2 separate regions of the Zea mays genome follow, and region 1 is linked to region 2. Evidence: chromatin contacts called from public Hi-C data. All regions are on one chromosome and are shown on one strand. Each heading gives the region's core, a stretch centred on a gene start, on an enhancer-like site or on the middle of the called end of the contact. The rest is flanking DNA. Distances are from core to core; before and after follow the strand shown.

The links. A called contact is a pair of places that touch in the nucleus more often than the background predicts.
Region 1: a Hi-C map of leaf mesophyll shows a contact between it and region 2, with 2.5 times the contacts expected there. The contact joins the promoter of LOC100285896 here to the promoter of LOC100272504 in region 2. A contact is called at or near these places in 5 of 25 Hi-C or Micro-C datasets (bundle sheath, ear, leaf and 2 more).

What each region holds. Positions count from the first base shown.
Region 1 is chr6:171,800,459-171,803,547 of Zm-B73-REFERENCE-NAM-5.0, reverse strand. It overlaps LOC100285896 (IQ calmodulin-binding motif family protein), which reads right to left and starts at 1,539. Exons shown (of 3, transcript NM_001158785.2): 1 at 1,126-1,539; 2 at 400-558; 3 at 1-321. The coding sequence starts at 1,437.
Region 2 is chr6:171,641,794-171,645,257 of Zm-B73-REFERENCE-NAM-5.0, reverse strand. LOC100272504 reads right to left here and starts at 1,378. Exons shown (of 7, transcript NM_001359727.1): 1 at 1,016-1,378.

The DNA of each region.
Region 1 (3,089 bases), core at 290-2,789, 160 kb before region 2:
GAACGCGCCGAGGCGGGGCGTGTTGTGCGTCGTCTTGGGGTGCGGAGGCGGAGGCGGAGGCGGGGGCTCGAGCTCTCGCCCCTGGAGACACCACGCCGGCTCGTGGCAGCGCAGGAGGAGCGGTGAGTCGCCCGCCGGGTCGCCGCCGGCGGACCGGCTCGTGATCCGGGACGACCGGCAGCGGAGCTCGCACGTGTCCATCTCCACGATCCTCGGGCTGCGGTCGAAGCCGCCAGCGGCGTCCCCGCCGTCGGACAGCCGCCGGCGGTGCACCGCAGCAGCAGGCACGGCCAGTGGCCTCACCCGCGCAACGATACGCTCCTGTGCGTGCAAAATGCAGAAGTGAAGAAAAATTAAAATCTAAAACGTGATTGGTTTAGTGCTCATCAATGTCCTCACTTGTTCAGTGGATCTCCGGGACGCCGCCGTGTTGGCCTGGAGCCGCATGAGGGCCTGCAGCCTGCGCAGCGTCATGGCCGTCTGCTTCCTCACGAGGTAGCCTCGCACCAGGGCTTGCAGCTTCACGAGCGACTTGAGGGCGCGGAGCGCCTTCCGAGCCTTGCGTTGCGAAACAAATTCAAAATTTTAACAGTCACATCACGTCGGAGCGCCGCAGGTCTCGCATGGGAAACCGAAAAGAATTGCGCATCAAACAGCTGGGGGTGACGACTAGGTGCGTCACGCTGCGCGGTTCACGAAGCACTCTACCAATTAACAAAAAGGAAGGGATTGATTAAACAAACGAGCAGTGGCTAAACGGCTCGACGGAAAGAAACACCAGCAAGCAGCTACTCCGTATGGGTTTGCAGCGGCTAGACAAGTCAAATGTGTCTTGCCCAATGCGAATGCAAAAAGAATCTGCGAAATTCATGCGCATCTGTTTCACCCGTAATCCGTTCATTATCTTGGAACTGGAAAACTGGACCGACAGAGAGCAAAGGAATGGCCAAAACCACCTAAAATCTTCGGCTGAGCAGTGCTCCTCCATACGTAGCAGAACCATTTCGATTTCGTTTTTGTGAGTGAAACAAACAAACAAACAAAAAAAGCCTGCAACGAATCATGAACGGAAAGAAAGAAAGAATGCATTTCTTGTAGGGGCAATACTACGACGGATGAACTCACCAAGTAGCCTCTGAAGGCCTTCTGGATGACGGCGGCGGCCTCCACCTCGCGCTCAAGGCCGCAGCTGCACGGGCGCACCTGCGACAGCTCCCCGGCGGCGACGGAGGGCCTCCGGGCGGAGCCAGACACGCTGCTCCTCGGCTTGGCGAAGCTCCACCGCCTCTTCTCCGATGCCGGCGGGCCCAGCCCGTGGTCACCGCCACCGCCGGCGCCGGCGCACGCGGCATCGCGCGCCTTGCGAACCCCGTCCGACGCTTCCTTCTTGCTGCTGCCGGTGAGCACCTTCTTGAGCCACCTCATCGCGCGCCCCATGGCGGCCGGCGTGGCTTGGTGCTGGTAGCTGCAGCAGCGGGGGAATGCGTGAAAAGGCGAAGCGAGGGCGTTGGATGGACGCGGGAAACCCGGAAAGGAAGTGGTTGGGAAGCAACGAGCCTACAGAAACACAAGTACTCCTACAGCGGGGGGGGGGGGGGGGGGGGGGGGGGGGGGGGGGAGTGGGGGAACTCGCGGAGATCAACCCGGGATTTCTTTGAAAGCTACACTGCGCAGATGCAGACGAGCAAAAGGTGGTTGGTCGACGAAACAAAATATTTTGAAACCTGTAGTAGCGCTAGCGCAGCAGGACAGGAAACTTGAACGAACAAGGCAGGGGAAGAAGCTTCAGCGGAAGAGAAAGGGCAGAATCTTTTACAGAGGCCTGTAGGCTGTAGCCAAGAAACATGGGAGCGAAGGAAAGAGGTCTCACAGAGGCCGGCAGAGTTGAATGCAGAAGCGTAGCCGCCAAGGGAGAAGAACGAGTGGGTAGTACAGTAGTGGCAGCAGGGAACCACAGCCTACAGACTCGATCAGAGTGGCCAGTGCTCAGGGGAGGCCGGCCGGGAGGGGAGGGAGGGAACTAGGGAAAATGGAAGCAAGGAAGGAAAAGGGCGGTGAAGAGGAAGCCGTTTTCACGAGCAGCCAACCACCACCGACCAAGACGAGCAGAGGAAACCCACTGTAGTAGTAGCAGTAGCAGGCGGGCAGAGCGATGACGGCGGCGCGAAGCGTGTTGTCGATGGGTTTTCTCACGACGCAACTGGGCGCAGCGGCGGGGGAAACGTGGGAGGAGAAGATTCTGCCTATAGCTGCCTAGAACCGTCCGAGCGCAAGGCAACAAGGCCGGCGAGAGAGGCCACCGGCCTGGGCCAGGAACAGGGCCCAAAAACACACGCGGCAGGATGAGGACGAACCCGCAATCATTCGCACCTCAAAAGAGTCGAGGCGGCGAGGCGAGGCGATCGCCGCGAGCGGCCGAGGGCCGGCGGCGCCCACCCCGGACGCGGCGGCTTTTGCGGATGGCTGGCTGGCTGGCCGCCGCGGCCGCGTCCGGCCAAGATCCGATCCGGCAAACGCGTTTTCTTTCTGGGAGGCCACGACGCCGATCGACTGGCTTCGTGGGTGCTGCTGGGTAGCCTAGCCCCCTTATCTGCACAATGAGCTCTCTCTGCGTGCGGCGGCAGCACAGTGCGATGGACCACGCTGCTGGAAGAACTGGGAACTATAGATAAGAAGAGGTAGTTAAGCAACTGCAGCGCAGAGGTACGGGAACCCCTCGAGTTACTGCATGCCCATAAATGCCTCGTGGTACATGAACATTGCTGGGAAAGCCTACTAGTACGCGTGATCAGCTATAATGGCTGCCTGTGTCCATCCATCCATCACCCTCACCGGACGCGAAAGCGATGGCTCTCCTCCTCCGTTCGGTAGCACTAGCACTAGCACCGCCACGACACACGCAGGGACACTCATCACTGAACCAGCAGGCTTATCATGCGGAGTACTGGTAGCCGACTCGCAGTACTACGTGATGCTTGCTTGCCGACGGCGATAGTTTTTATCGTCTCCGGATTCACCTAAAGCAGCTAGCTGTACAAATTAGTCATACGATTTAGATCTATCAAATATAAATTAATAAACACAGATTT
Region 2 (3,464 bases), core at 129-2,628:
GCTTAAACGTGTCGGGCTTATTTCGGGCGGCCCGAAATTATAAAAGCCCGAAATTCAATTTTTGGCCCGAAATTCACATTAGGGCCCGAAATTCAGTTTTTGGCCCAAAATTCAGTTTTTGGCCCGAAATTCACATTAGAGCCCTAAATTCAAAAAAATAATAAAACAAATAAAAGATAAGACAAATAAATTTGAACAAAATTAAACTTAATATTTGTATTAAAGTTACCACAGCTATGCAATGACTACCTCGTTTATAAATCATTTTGTTAGAAGAAAAAAGAGTATAATCAGCTCTATACAAAGTTCGTAAGTTTAGTTTATTGTCTAATGTTCATAACAAAAGTAAAATTACATCACACACTCTAATTCAAAGATACAAAAAAACATCTAACTAGCATTATCTCTAGCTTTGTGTTTTTTTATCAAGTATATGAAAGTGTGGAATGAAGTGTGTTTTGATAAATATATGGGCCTTTTCGTGCCTCTATATGGGCCTTTTCGTGCCTGCCTTAAACGGGCCGTGCTCGTGCCCGCCCATGGGCCATGACCTCGGCCCAAACCCGGCCCGATATAACGGGCCGTGCTGGCCCGGCACTAAATTATTTCGGGCCGTGCCGTGCCTGAGCCGTGCTTTTTTTTCCGTGCTTCGGGCCGGCCCATCAGGCCCGGCCCAAATGTACACCTATAGTAGTGACTGAGGAACTAAAGTTTTCACACTCAACTTCGGACGGAGAAAACTGTCAAACTAGGCTACTAGACTACTAGAGGATGCATGGGAGAGACGAGAGAGAGAGAGAGAGTCGATGCTGAAGTAGGTCAGGTGTTCAGGATTCGAGGCTAAACGATGACAACAACAAAGTCACTTCAAACGCCCAATCGTGAGTGATCTCTCAGCATACCGATGATTGATCCAGCCAAGGCGACAACAAGGGTAGCCTCTCTCTAGTTCGTAGTACTTAGCAGCACAACAACAACAGAGTTCAGCGGATGCAGGAGCAAAGAATTAACTCACCTCTGACCAGGTGCAGTGACAAACCAGCTAGCCGAGGAGAACTCTTGACGAGAACACTGGCGAGGAATGCCCTCGCCTAGCTAGCCAGGCCAGCTGAAGAAGGCAAGCAAAGCAAACGAGGGAGGGAGCGCTGCAGCTATGAGCTATATATCTGTGTGGCAGAAAGAAGAAGTGCCGCCTGCCTGGCCTTTCTTTTGTACTACTACCAGTACCAGTCCAGCGGCGAGAAGTGCGAGATGCCTGCCCCGAGTTGGCGCCGTCCCTTCTTAGCGTAGGCGTAGGGTGTGTATCCTCTCCTTTCAATCCCGCGCTTTTCCGCGCTACCTGTTTCTCGGCACTACTGCACTGCTGGTCTGCTGCTGAGTGCTGCAGCTGGGCCACTGGCGCATCGCATCGCATCGCATCACAGGTTCAGAGGCAACGGCGGCGTCGCGTTGCGTGTGGGCGGCGTGGGATGGATGATTGGGGGTCGGAGCCGTGGGGGGCCTAAGCGGGGTCCGGCCCAGGCGAGAGCCGAGCCGGCCGCCGGAGGGAGCGGCGAGTGCGGTGAGGTGACGCGATGTCGATGTCGATGGGATGGATGCTGCGTGTAGCTGGTGGTGTCGGGGGGTTGGGTGATGTGATGCGATGGTTCTTGTTGCCTGGCTTCAGGCTTCAGCAAGCCGGTGGGGGGACCACTGTCGGCGTTCTTGTTGGCTTCTGCAACCCTGACCCATGCCATGCCGTTGAAAGATACAGTACAGTATGTTCGTGCTCAGCTATATGCCCCGGTTCCTTCAATTATCGAGAAAGGTCCATGCGCGCAGCTCAGGCGGTCCCTTTTCAACGCTACGCTACGCTACGACAAGATTTTATCTAAGCATGGCGGTTCTTGCTTGCTGCTCATAGGCTCCTCGCAAGCATGAAGCATCCTTTCTCGGACCATGCTGGTGTTGCAGGCCTGGTGTGGTATATGGTAGCCGCAACTGGAGCTAGGGGGCCGCACGCACTTTCCCGTGCCCATGCATGACCAAACTCAAAAAGGAAGCAGAAAGAGCAGCCAGCCACATCTGGTAGCGGCGGAGTGAGGTGTGGCCGTGGGCCTCTCCATCGGCTGGCAGACGGCAGCAGCCATTCTGTTTCCGCGCCGCCGCGTGAGAGAGGAGAGTGGACTTCTCGGCGTGCGTTAGCCGCACCCGCACACACACACACACACACAAGTGGCTGTGCTGTGCGTGGTCACCTCACACCGGCTGCGCCGGGTGGTGGTGGTCCAGACTAGCTACGTACACCTCCCGGCTCTCGCGAAGCTCGAGCTCGTGCCATGTGCCGTTCGCAGGCGCGCGTGGCCGGAGACGCGGCGCGCGCGCGCGCACGCGCGACGCCGGCCGGCCGCACCACGACAAGTGCCCTGCAGCTGTGTGTGCGCGGCCGGCGCATGGTCAGTTTCGTGCGGCGCCATCCTGCTGCTGCAGAGAGAGCCTCGAGCACATCGTGGGGCCTTTAGGGCTGGGTTGGGTTGGGTTTTGGTGGGACGAATCACGCGGCAAAATACCCCCGCGCGATAAACTTCAATGCGAATACGGTTACAACACACACGTTAGTAATTGTTACCGTACGCTCCTACATTTTTTAACAAGATTTTAACAATATAAGACTACCTCCAGCAAGGGTCTGTATATAGTCCTGTACCTTAAATTTAGAGGACAACGAGCTCCTTTATCCCTCCAACAGCACACGGCAAAACGTCCGGTAAAAATAGCGTACGTTGATAGACACTCTAAACTTAGAGGTTGTACGGGCGTCCGCTATAGCCTGGCTCCTGCTCTCTTCTGCGCTAGGAAAGACGAATGGAGAGCGCTGATTGGAGCCGTACATGGTCTCGTTAATGAAAAGTTGTGTATAAAATAAGAATGAGTAATATTATTTCTATAGAGGATGGAATTTAGAGGACGCTGCTGGAGGACGAGATAATATAGAGGACATAATCTTTTAGAGTACACTGTAAAGGACATAGAATATTCTTTTAGAGGATAAAATTTAGAGAACGCTGCTGGAGACAGCCTAAGAACCTAACTCACAACGTTTTGTTCGGAAATGGTAAAATAACGGATCTAAAATGTTGAATACCTATATTTAAAATGTTAAATGCTACTCCCCTCCAAAAAAAATGGATGGGGTTCATTACAAATGCTTAGTTTTTGTTGTTCTAGCTACTTATATAATGTTTATTTCTATTTTAACCTTGATTTTTTTTTCAATCAGATTTCTTAACTTGTTTCCACCCATTTTAGGGCATTCACGACAGTTCTTGTTTTTTATAGGAGGAAAGATCCTCCCTCGGCATCTCTAATAACTAAAAAAAATAGTACATCAATGACTTTTTTAAAGTCACTAAAGAAGTAGGGAGCGTATTTGCTGGTTTTGTCCAGCCATTTCAAATGAAGGCAATTTTGAAAATCAAGAATCT